Linked DNA regions of Mus musculus: regions 2 and 3 are each linked to region 1. Evidence: chromatin contacts called from public Hi-C data. All regions are on one chromosome and are shown on one strand. Each heading gives the region's core, a stretch centred on a gene start, on an enhancer-like site or on the middle of the called end of the contact. The rest is flanking DNA. Distances are from core to core; before and after follow the strand shown.

Evidence for each region. A called contact is a pair of places that touch in the nucleus more often than the background predicts.
Region 2: a contact with region 1 is called in a Hi-C map of muscle stem cells, with 9 times the contacts expected there. The contact joins the promoter of 4933406C10Rik here to the promoter of Ankmy2 in region 1. A contact is called at or near these places in 2 of 484 Hi-C or Micro-C datasets (muscle stem cells and uterus).
Region 3: a contact with region 1 is called in a Hi-C map of CD8 T cells, with 6 times the contacts expected there. The contact joins the promoter of Arl4a here to the promoter of Ankmy2 in region 1. A contact is called at or near these places in 2 of 484 Hi-C or Micro-C datasets (CD4 T cells and CD8 T cells).

Annotation. Positions count from the first base shown.
Region 1 is chr12:36,154,746-36,158,629 of GRCm38.p6, forward strand. It overlaps Ankmy2 (ankyrin repeat and MYND domain containing 2), which reads left to right and starts at 2,379. Exons shown (of 10, transcript NM_146033.3): 1 at 2,379-2,678. The coding sequence starts at 2,612. Bzw2 (basic leucine zipper and W2 domains 2) reads right to left here and starts at 2,080. Exons shown (of 12, transcript NM_025840.3): 1 at 1,923-2,080.
Region 2 is chr12:32,951,023-32,955,055 of GRCm38.p6, forward strand. 4933406C10Rik (RIKEN cDNA 4933406C10 gene) reads right to left here and starts at 2,767. Exons shown (of 6, transcript NR_044986.1): 1 at 2,483-2,767; 2 at 2,176-2,349. It overlaps Sypl (synaptophysin-like protein), which reads left to right and starts at 3,164. Exons shown (of 5, transcript NM_198710.3): 1 at 3,164-3,337. The coding sequence starts at 3,269.
Region 3 is chr12:40,036,202-40,039,856 of GRCm38.p6, forward strand. Arl4a (ADP-ribosylation factor-like 4A) reads right to left here and starts at 1,786. Exons shown (of 2, transcript NM_001039515.1): 1 at 1,637-1,786; 2 at 1-632. The coding sequence starts at 545. It overlaps Arl4aos (ADP-ribosylation factor-like 4A, opposite strand), which reads left to right and starts at 1,876. Exons shown (of 3, transcript NR_166749.1): 1 at 1,876-2,304; 2 at 3,486-3,619.

The sequences.
Region 1 (3,884 bases), core at 1,129-3,628:
CATATAGCGACAATGGTTAAAATAATCCTATGCACAGCATCTGGCAGACTATCTGGGACAGATTAGATAGTCAAAATGAATAGTTATTTCATTATCAATAGAGTTCTTTAATGAGAACACATTTCAATAAGCTCATTAGCTAATCTAATTTTGACATTAAATATTTATGCTACGATTGAAACCCTTCTGAACACTCTCCATTAGGTATCTGGTTCCAAAATTCAAACTGAACATAGGATTTATCTGCACTTCTGGGTGGGTGTTTTCCTTTGTCCGTAAATATCATCAACTCTAAATGAAAGCCATGCATTCAGAAGACGAAATACCCACCAGGTGCTTAAAACACAACCTAATGTTTCCATCGGTCGAGGAACTGACAACCCCAGGGAGACAAACAGGTGTGACCTTCAAGTAACCATGGCCCAGATTTGGCACCAGAGATGGAAACCCTGGCAGTTAAGTACCCAATTCTGTCTCTGCATCTGATGAAATGATGTGTAGTCACATGGCGAGGTTACTCTCAGGCATTTTCTTAGGTCTGTGGCTACTACCTCTGGCACATTAATTGCTGTGGCGGTAGCATTATGTGTTACACAACACTGGTCACTCTCACAAGCCCTACTGCTTGTTTGAACAGCTACATCATTTTTAAAGCATCATCAAACAAAAGTTTCTTTGTTATATATTGAGATGAATAATTACCAACCATTTTCATGGGAGAATCTATCTGCTCCTCCCTCCCCAAGCTGAAGCTCATGTCTGTCGGTGGCTGTTGGGGGATGGGCAGCGGGAGTTTAGAAAAGATTTTGGTTAAAGATAAGAGATAGGGAACGTCATCTGTGGGTCTCTGAAGTGCTAGTACGCGCTTTGAGCAAAACGAGGTAGAGGGGCCACAGGAAAAGGCATTTCACATCATTCTTGGCACCGTGGAATGAAAGAGCGATCCTGGGGCTACTTAATAAAAACCACCTACATGATTATTCAAGTATTTCTCCCTAGCACAATTGTGTTTTAACGGAAACATCAATACCAGTCTGTTGAGAAACAACAGCAAAACTAAACAGTCATTTCCGAAGAAGCAGTGATTGACGCTGTAGAACGCTACAGATAAGCATCTTGGAGGAATGATTGAATATTTTCTTAAGCGTACCTTGCATCGGAGGCACAGAAAGGTACACACGATATTCACCTCTTATCTACCTACGGTGGACGCTCCAGGAGCCACACCACAGTTGAATGAAGGCTGGATTAAGAAACTAATCTAAGGCTATATATAGACAGCAACACCAATTTAATCCCCGCCCTCTCCAGCCTACCCTCCCTAGTTCCATAAATCCCCAAACCTGAGTTATAAAGACAGGCAGCTCTCTCAGAGCAAAAAAGACCCCCACACCCCAACAAAGTATCAGAGCAGTTGTAAGTCGCTTCTAAATATCCTTAGCGAACACCACAGGTCCAGGTTCCATGGCTTCCACAGAGGGCAAGAAATGACAGACAAGTACTGGGGAGGGCTAGGTTTGCAAAAAGAAATTTACCTTCTCCGAGCCTCTCCCAGTGTCGCTGGTCATGGGGTGTTCCCCTCACCTCCCGGCAGTGGGCCTCCCCGGGGATCGCCACGCACGAGACCATGTGCACCCGCCACTTTCACCGCGTGGCCAGCTTACGGCCGGCCCGCGGTCCCCGGAGCTCTTGGGGCGGACAAACGTAGCGAGGTCTAGGTCTCGCTCGAGAGGCACTAATACACAGTACGTGCATGGATGATGGCGCGGCGCGGGGGCTCCTCTATGAAGAGGAAGGCAACCGCCCCAGGTGGCACATGCTTCCTCCACGCCAGCTCCAGCCCGCTGGGACCCCTTGGCTCGGAGGCGGTCACTGCTCGCTCAACTCTCAGGCTCCCGCCGCCCCACCTGATCACCTCTTACCTGTCCAAGGAGGGAGCGACGACGCGCGAGACTGGTGGCTGCGGCGGATCCTGCAGCAGCAGTGGCGGCGGCAGTGGCTGAGGCAGACAATGGAGGAGTGAAGGACAGACACATTGACACAGACACACAGAACCCGGTGTAGCTCCGCCTCCTGCCCCGGCCCCGCCCTATCCCCGCCCCTTGCCCGAACCGCGCCACTCTTAGGGGCAGTGCAGCCCGTCTAGCTGCATCCCAATGCCTCCGCACGTGCCCACAGAAGTCACTACCAGGCAGAGAACTTCTATCCTTAGAATCCAAGGAACCCTGTGTCCCTGTACTTCTTAATAGGTTATCATGGGAATAGGAAACCTAGAAGATGTATTGAATCCCCTTCCAAATGTCTCCTTTTGGTTTGGACCTCGTAGGTTGCTCCAATTGGAGTCGCTTGCTGCCTCTTGCAGCTCCTCCTCCCGACCTGGCCATTGAGGCGCGGGGGCGGGACTTGTGGAGAGCGCCAGCCCGGCTCGCTCAAGCTCGCCGCACCCGCCAGCCCCCAGCCGTGAGACCCTAGCGACTCTGCCACTTCACTGGGCTGCTGCTCCGGCCTCGAGTTGCCTTGCTGTGGCGGTCTTCCACGACGCATACACGTCTCTTGTTTTTTTAAAAAACCTTTCCAAAGAAATAGAATAAGCGTCAAGCTGGCGGGAACGATGGGTCACATAAAGAAAGGCGAGCTGACCCAGGAGGAAAAGGAACTGCTGGAAGTGATCGGGAAAGGTACGGGTGCAGGGTTGGTATCCGGGTGCTGCACACCTGGTCTCAGGGCATTGAGGAGCCTGGAGCGCGCCCTAGGCCCGGAGGACCTTGGGCAACTTGCAATCCGGAAAAAGCCTTTCTGTCTCTGTCTGGGGACCGATTGCAGGGGCGGGGAGATGGGAGGCAGAAAAATTGAGGCCATCAGATCTAGGTTGCCGAGCTTAGACCTCTAAATCAGCTTTTTGGAAATCGACCGACTGTCACTACACATCTTAGACAGTCACGCGTGGCCCTGGGCGCCTGTCTTTGCGTATGCATGCTTGCCAGCTCATTGGATGTTTTGACCGTAATCAGTCAAGACCGCAGTGGCCTGGTAGTTCTAGGCTCCAAGTCGGGTGTATAAAGGGCCCTTTCGACTTCCGGAGGCTTAAGGATCTGGATCCCTTGCAGATCCCCGCCCCTGCTGCGGGTGGAGGGAGCTTTCAGCAACAGGGGTTCTTTATAAGGGCACAGAACTCGCTCTGCATGTTCCGCCCTGAGCTTTCTGCATCAAGGCCTTCTGTGGCTGGCTTCCTGTAGCCCAGGTCGGCGCAGGCACCCACAGACACGACTGACCTTGGTCCGATGTTAGACCTCAAGTGATCTTGTTGAGCTCCTTGGTGCTTCCCAGTCCACTTTGTGGATTCGAGCCACGCCTCCTCTGTGCAGCTTGCAGGAAGGAAGCCAACTAGAAGCCATGTTTCCCCACCAGTCCCTGAGTGCATGTCCCAAATGAGTTCCTGGCCGCATCCCCGTTACCTGGCAGGTAACATCAGCGTGACCACGTGCACTGTCACTTTGCTGAGAAGAGGATGCGGTGCCTGTGGGCATGATTAATGTGGATGCTTTAAGTGAAAAAATTAAACATGTGCCCTCGAATGACAGAGAAGCCAGACATTGTAATACAGAGCTCCTGGGTTTACAGTTTTCTACTTAGCCAAACTCATCTAGAATCACAGATAGGAAGACAAATGTATTCTTCCTAACAAGGACTGTCCACGTGTCTAAAGAGTATGAGAAGAGAAAACAATGGTTTGAACTCAGCAGGCGACTAGGAACTGATCTCACTTCTAAATCAGTCATGATTCTCACGGTAATCAATATTTGCTGGAAATCTCAGAGCTCTGGGTTGGATTTTTATTCTATGAACTGCATGGCTGTCAATGAGTTCTGGCTTTCATGCCGTCT
Region 2 (4,033 bases), core at 1,517-4,016, 3.2 Mb before region 1:
TGCGTTAAGACTATTATTTTAAATGTTCCTTTTGATGCTCATTTCCCTACAAATTAGCATAGACATTGAGAATGGAGCAATTTGGCTACCTTGAGCACAATAACTATGTGCTTAATAACAAATATCTTGGACATCTCATGGACACCCTGAGATAATTATGCAAAAACTGTAGCTGACTGCTCTGCTTCTTAAAGGCACAGTGCCATCCAGAGCTGTTTGAAAAAGTTTATCTAAGTTTTTTTTGCTTCCTCAATGCCCACTCTAGATGACCCTGGAATCATTCCCACAGTGACCTGACATGGAACCCTTCCTTTGGGGGTCTAGTGTTTTTTTTTTATTACGTATTTTCCTCAATTACATTTCCAATGCTATCCCAAAAGTCCCCCACACCCCCCCCACCACTCCCCTACCCACCCACTCCCCCTTTTTGGCCCTGGCGTTCCCCTGTACTGGGGCATATAAAGTTTGCGTGTCCAATGGGCCTCTCTTTCCAGTGATGGCCGACTAGGCCATCTTTTGATACATATGCAGCTAGAGTCAAGAGCTCCGGGGTACTGGTTAGTTCATAATGTTGTTCCACCTATAGGGCTGCAGATCCCTTTAGCGCCTTGGGTACTTTCTCTAGCTCCTCCATTGGGGGCCCTGTGATCCATCCAATAGCTGACTGTGAGCATCCACTTCTGTGTTTGCTAGGCCCCGGCATAGTCTCACAAGAGACAGCTACATCTGGGTCCTTTCGATAAAATCTTGCTAGTGTATGCAATGGTGTCAGCGTTTGGAAGCTGATTATGGGCTGGATCCCTGGATATGGCAGTCTCTAGATAGTCCATCCTTTCGTCTCAGCTCCAAACTTTGTCTCTGTAACTCCTTCCATGGGTGTTTTGTTCCCAATTCTGAGGAGGGGCATAGTGTCCTCACTTCAGTCTTCATTCTTCTTGAGTTTCATGTGTTTAGCAAATTGTATCTTATATCTCGGGTATACTAAGTTTCTGGGCTAATATCCACTTATCAGTGAGTACAGGGGGTCTAGCGTTAAGAGACAAATCTGTGATTAGCTCAGAGTGTTGGGTATAATTTATTTAAAACAAACAGTTGTGCTTGTCCAGTGTTGGTAGGTATAGTCCTTAGGCTACATCAGAGGACGTTCAGGCTCACTCAGTGTGCTGAGTCAGGATACTCTGGTGTTGTAAGCTCCTCTGGTATTGCAGCCTTACCCCCCCCCCCCCACACACACACACACACACAACTGCTCTTAGGTGGTCTTGCCTACTTTTAGTAGTGCAGGATAAGATGACACAGAACAGAAAGCAGCAGAGACTGGAAAGCAGTGGCGGCAAAATGGCACACACAGAAGTAGCAGGTACCCTGTGTCTAAGGCGGCAGAAGTGAACAGTCCTAGCAGCTGAGGTAGAGAGCCAAGACTAACGGATAAAACCTTATAATCAGCCAGAGAAGAGCAAGGGCAGGCCCTGGCACCACAAGAGCTCCAGATAGCTGTTAAGCCTTCAGGGCCAAAGGTCTCATCCTGGGCCAAGAGCTGCCAAGGGTTGAGGAACCCCAGTGTTCTAGACTTACAAACCGGAACATTTGTAAGGTTGAGTTATGAGGGCTGCAACACTAGAGGGTGCCACTTGCTGCTGCTTCTGTCGGGATTCAGCCACCACTCACTGCTGCCTGACAGAAATGAAGGCTACAAGAGACCAGCTCCTCACTTGCTTCCCCTGCCTATCCTTCCCACAATTCCTATCCAACTGTGCAGTCAAGCAAACCTCAGCCAGCTGCCTGGTGACAGGACTACAGGAACAAACCATGGGAGTACAAATTGTTTCAGACCTCTCAGCTCTATAAAGTTGCAAGATGAGCATTATCCCATCCTGTTAGCATCTATTTCATTTTGAAATTACATTGAATATATTTTTGGCTATTTTGTATAATTCTACTTTGAATACTTTTTCCTTTGAAGCACAGCTAAGTGATTTACTTGTGGGTTCCTATCCAACAGGTCTCAGCAGAAAATAACTTTTTTTTTTTAAGACTTAAAGAGAAATGCTGAGTGGAATACACGGAAATAAGAGTGAAGGAAGGAGGAAGTGTTAGCTTGGTAGTAACTGTTCATGGGTAGTGGTCAGTTCTAATGGAATACTCCACTGACATTTAGGAAATATAAATAAGTACCTGGGAGCTGGAACTAGGATCCTCTGTGGCAAAGATCTTCCTTCGATGTTGGTGTTATCTCACCATGCATGAAGACAGGCCACTATCCCAACCCTCCAAAAAAGGCCAGGCACAAGGAAGCCAGAGAAGAGATGTCTAGATTGGTCCCATTCTGGTGGCAGGAGGGAGTGTTCCCTAAGACAAATCATGAAAGATGAGTTAACTTGACCCCCCCCCACTCCCCCGCCCCCCCCCAAAAAAAAACGGCACGAAATACAGGCCTCGCCAAACGGGGATAGAGGTGGAGAGATGAGTTGTCCTGTGAGACCTGTCAAGCCATGATCTCAAATGGGTGGTCTTTCTCCTACTCTGGCTCCAACAACTTTGCGATGTCTGCGGAAATGTTTGGTGAATCATACGTTCAAGCACCCTTACATAAGGCAGGTTCGCCAGACGGCCGCAGTTTTGCAATAACTATGACTTTAAGGGCCCTGAACACGAGCTTTGAAGTGAGGCTTTGTCTGTGTACACACTTGACACATTTGCCCAAAAGTTCAGAGCACTGGGAAGAAAACGGGCCGTTGTGAGGGCGGGCAGTCACAGCCACAAAAGGGCATAGCAACCAGAACGCCACCGAGGTGGAGGGCCGTGCTGCGCAGGCGCAGCTGTCCCCCGACCCCACCCACCCCCGTCGCGCGCTCGCAAAGGCCGGAAAAGAGTCTGGGGCCTAGGGAGCGCGCGTGCGCGTTAGAGACAGAGCTAGGCTTTGGGGAAGGGGGCGCGGCACACGCATGGCTTCCAAAGCCAACATGGTTCGTCAGCGGTTCAGCCGGCTGAGTCAGGTGCGGCCGGGGGAGGAGCCAGCCCTTCCCAGTCCCTCCTCGGCCTGGTCTCGGCTCGCCCTCTCTGTCTCCTGGGCGCGGACTCAACGGCCGCCCGGCCCCGCCTTAAAGGCCAGGCCGTCCCGCCCCGATGCCCCTTCGTCCCCACCCCTCCGGCCCCGCCCCCAGCCCCGCCGGCTCCGCCTCCCGCTCTCGCCGCGGAGTCGCTCCGGTCTCGCCGCTCCCCTCCTCCGCCCCGCGTCCTGACTCTCTTCCCTCCTTTCCCTCAGAGGATGTCCGCCTTCCAGATCAACCTCAACCCGCTCAAGGAGCCGCTCGGCTTCATCAAGATCCTCGAGTGGGTGAGTGCAGCTTGCGACGCCGACCTCGCCCGGTCCAGCGCGGGGCGCCTTGCCGGGAGGCGGGGACGCGGTCGTGAGGGAGTCCCCCACGCTCGAAGGCCGCGGGGCGGAGATGGCGGCCGGCGTCGAGTCGAGTCGCCGGTGTGGGCGGCTTCTCCCGGCCGCCCCTAGCCGCGGAGGCGTGGAAGCTCGCTCGCTTTTTTTTCTCAGGCTCCACTGCCATCCGCAAAGGAAGACAGGATTTCCTGCTGCGGTCCAACTGATACCGACCGCCCGGAGGCCCGCGGCTTCCGCGGGCGAGGCTAGACCTGGGTTGCGCCCTTCGCTGGCGGCGGGTATGGGCTCCTGTTAAAAATAGTGTGTGTCAGAGAAGCCGAGGCAAAGCCCTTGCCCCGACGCATTAAATTGTCGGCCCATTTAACGCCTGGCCTGGACGTCGAGATTGTTTATAGCAACATCCTGCTTGGAAAGTCAGCTTTCTGCCCTTTCCTGCCAAGCAATCATTAACATCAAAGGAGACTTACAAGTTAGACCTTGTCACGTGCAGCTAGTTTATCAAGCTCTGCGATTTTCCTTCAAACTTAGCGGCCCACTATAGTTGGGTGCTGACTTGAAGAGTTAATGTAAGCACTTGGCATTTATTTGCCCCGTGTGCAGTCAGGTAGTGTTTCGTAGCCGATAACGTTTAATTCCTTC
Region 3 (3,655 bases), core at 536-3,035, 3.9 Mb after region 1:
AGTTTCTCGAGTCCTTCCTTTAGCCCATCTCCTATGATTGCACAGGTGGGCTGCAAATGCCAAGGAGTCGATGAGCTCAGTTCCCCCATTGCTAACAACTTCTCAATCTCTGAGAGAGAGAGCGAGTTCCTCAGGTCTTGTTTATTAGCAACTATAAGCACAGGGACTCCCTGATTTTCGGATATCCTAGTTATTTTATGAAGTTCAGTTTTGGCTTCTTCCATTCTCTCAACATCGACAGAGTCCACCACAAACACAATACCATCTGTGCATCGGGTGTATGACTTCCACAGTGGTCTTAACTTCTCTTGACCACCTACATCCCAGAAGTGAAAAGTGACTGTTTTGGAATTGCCCAAGGTTACCTTAATTTTCTCAGTGTTAAATCCTTTGGTAGGTACGGTATTTACAAATTCGTTGAACTGCAGCCTGTATAAAACTGTTGTCTTTCCAGCACAGTCCAAACCCAGAATAACAATGTGAAAGGACTGAAAGGACGGCAGGCTGGACAGGATGGAAGTCTGGTCTGACAGTCCATTCCCCATTTCCAGCTGCAAATGGTGTCTCAAACTGAACGCGTTCTTCTTATCTGCTTACAATTTCTCTTCCTGGGTGATCGGGCTACGCGATTGCTGGGGAGGAAATGAGTAAGTTATTACTGTGAGCACATTAAAAATGGGGTTTCTCTACTTTCGCCAAAAATAAGCACATGAGGGACTTAATAAAACTTGCTGTGAGTAAACACACCAGATGAGGTAGTAGATGTATTCAATCCAAAACAAACGATGCCTAACTGTCACCCAAAGGCTTTCTTCGATCCACTCTAACTGCAGTAACGTGTACTTTTCTCTATTCTCTACGATCCCCGAACCTCAAAAGCTCATTCTGAAGACAACCCAGGCGCCACTATCTGGTGCCGGTCACCGTATCCACCACTAAAGTGCCTTTTCTTAGCAGAAAACTCAAAAAAAGCAGCCCTATCTGGGAGATCTAACCAGGCACGTCTCACCCGGCACCCAGGCTCACTTTCCTGGCTCCGTCCCCGCTACCAAAGCTCTCACCTCCCGGGCTGGAGTCGGGATTCCAATGGAGGGACATTGGCTGATGTGTCTCTCTCTCTCTCCCCGCGAGGAACACGCCACAGCTCCTCTCAACCGAGACCTCCGCGCCGCTCTGGCGGACGCCCCACAGGGAAGCCCAGACTCGGCCTCTGGCCACGCCCACCCTCACGGCCCACCCAGGCCCCGCGATCCCATTGGTCAGCGCGTCAGGGCCGCCCTGCCACTCCCGCCCCGGCGCCCTAATTGGCAAGGGTGCCTGCCACTCCCAGGGCGGCAGCGCCAGGGCTCGCTCTCGGCCCTCCGGCACCACCTGTTGCCCTGAGTGGGAAACGAGCAGGCATCGCAAAGGACGCCGAGCCCCTGCTGCAGGTCCGGTCGCTCGGCCGCCTCGCGCACCTGCAGCATGGGCCACGGTGACGCGGCCCTACGCGGCGGGAGCGGCCCACCGCGCCTCAGCTCGCCGTGCGCCCAGGCTCGCTGGGCCGCGCCAGCCCCTCTACACACCGAACGCCTCCGGCAATACTGCCTCCGCCCCGCCGCAGGCCTCTTCTCCAACATGACCCCGCGCCACTCACCTGGCTGACGGTCCTCCGTCGTCCCGCCTCCGCGGCTGTCAGCCGCCGGGGAGTCTGTCCCCGGGCAGCGGCGAGGCCTGACGGCGGCCGGGCCGACGCCGCGCGCCAGCCGGGCTAACGGTGCTCGCCAGCCTCGCTCCGGGCCGCGGCTCCGCCCCTCGCGCCGCGCCTGCCCGCGGGGGTCGCGCGCGCGCGTGCTGGCCGCGTCTCCTAGCAACGCCCAAACAAGGTCACGTTCCAACCCTTTCGGCGCCCGCCGCCGGCGCAGACGGGCGGGGCTTCGGCCGCGGGTTCTCGGTCTTTCTGCCGCCCCAGGCTGGGTGCGGGAGGGCGTCGCCGGTACCGCCCCTCTTCCTGTCACCCTAGGGCGGCCTCTGGGCGACCGCGGTGTTGATTCAGGGTCCTTGATGTTGGAGGACACTGGCCGGGTGGGTCCCTTACGTCACGTCACAAGGCAGCCTGGGGGAGTCTGCGCTGCCGCCCTCCCTAGCATGTGCTGGCTAGGATGGTAGCCTACCTTTTGTAAGCCAAGCGCTACCTCCTAAGTGAGTCTACGCCCCACAAGTTGGAACAGGAACCAATGCCCCTATTAAGGAGGAAGAAACGCACTTTGGAAACGCTAAATATTTCCAGTAGCCCAAGAAGAACGGGTGATGAAGCTGCAGCTGGTAACTTATGACTAGTGGTAAAGCACATTGGGCTCCATAGTGTAATTGTGTACCACTATGTTTGGCCTTAGGAGGCAAACTGTCGTTTTTGTGAATATTCCAGTCTTTGTAAAAACAGAATGAACCAAATTGGTCATGAACCAATTATAAAACGTGACCAGCAATCTTTTAAAGATGTTTAGAAAAACAAACAAAGGGCATTTTAAAGCTTGGTAGAACCTACAAGAAATTTTTATCTGGAAGGCTATAATAATAGTGCAATTTAAAAGTGTATTTTAAACTAGATTCTGGCCAAGCACTTGAGAGGCAGAGGCAGGCAGATCTGGATGCTTCAGGGCCAGCCTGGTCTACATAGAGAGTTGCAGGCCAGCCAAGGCTACGTAGTAAACCGTGACTCAATAGATACATAGATAGATAGATAGATAGATAGATAGATAGATAGATAGATAGATAGATTGTAACTTTCCTAAGAAATTTCCTGATCTTAAAATTACCATAGCCAGTAGTATTTATTTTATGAATAGTAGAAAGGATTGGGCTTCTTTCTGTTGTTTTTGTTTCTTTGTGGTTTAGTTTTTCTGTTGTTTTGTTGTTTTGGTTTTCGGGGCTTGTTTGTTTGGGTTTGGGGTTTTTTGTTTTGTTTTGGTTTGGTTTTTGGTTTTGTTTGTTTGATTTTTGGTTTTGGTTTTCAAGATAGGGTTTCTCTATGTAGCCCTGGACCAGGCTGGAATCAAACTCAGAAATTTGCCTGCCTCTGCCTCCCAAGTGCTGGGATTAAAGGCATGCACCACCCTCACCACTGCTCACCTTATTTCCATTGTTTTTAATAGCTGATATAAAAATCTAAGGAATAATAAGCACAGTGCCTAGCTTTAAGACAGCATCATTAATTTAGGAAGAAAAATCTCAAATGGCATATTCTATAAAGTTATTGAATGTAATCTGAACTAAAGATTGTAACTAAGTATGGGCTCTCATTAGCCAGTTACAGTTATTAACATAAAAAGGGAGAAAAGCTTTTGTTCAAGAACTGCTCTCCTTGGGAATTTTAACAGAGATTCTTTATTAAGCTTGAATTGCTTGCAAATCTCCTTAAATAATTTAAGGTAAAACTGCACCATTTATAGTATTTTTGAGATCAAGATCCTACAGGTATTTCATGCTCGGTTCCATTTTTGCAGTCATAGACACAAAGCAGGTGAGATCTGACAACAGTGAGACTCCATCCAGCCTTGCAGAAAACATCTTGCTGAGCTGCACTTCAGTGTGTTACTCTGAGCTTTTGACTAGAACGGCCACTAGCAGCCTGCAGCCTGTGAGTTCAATTTGAGAGATAAGTATTTTTCACGTG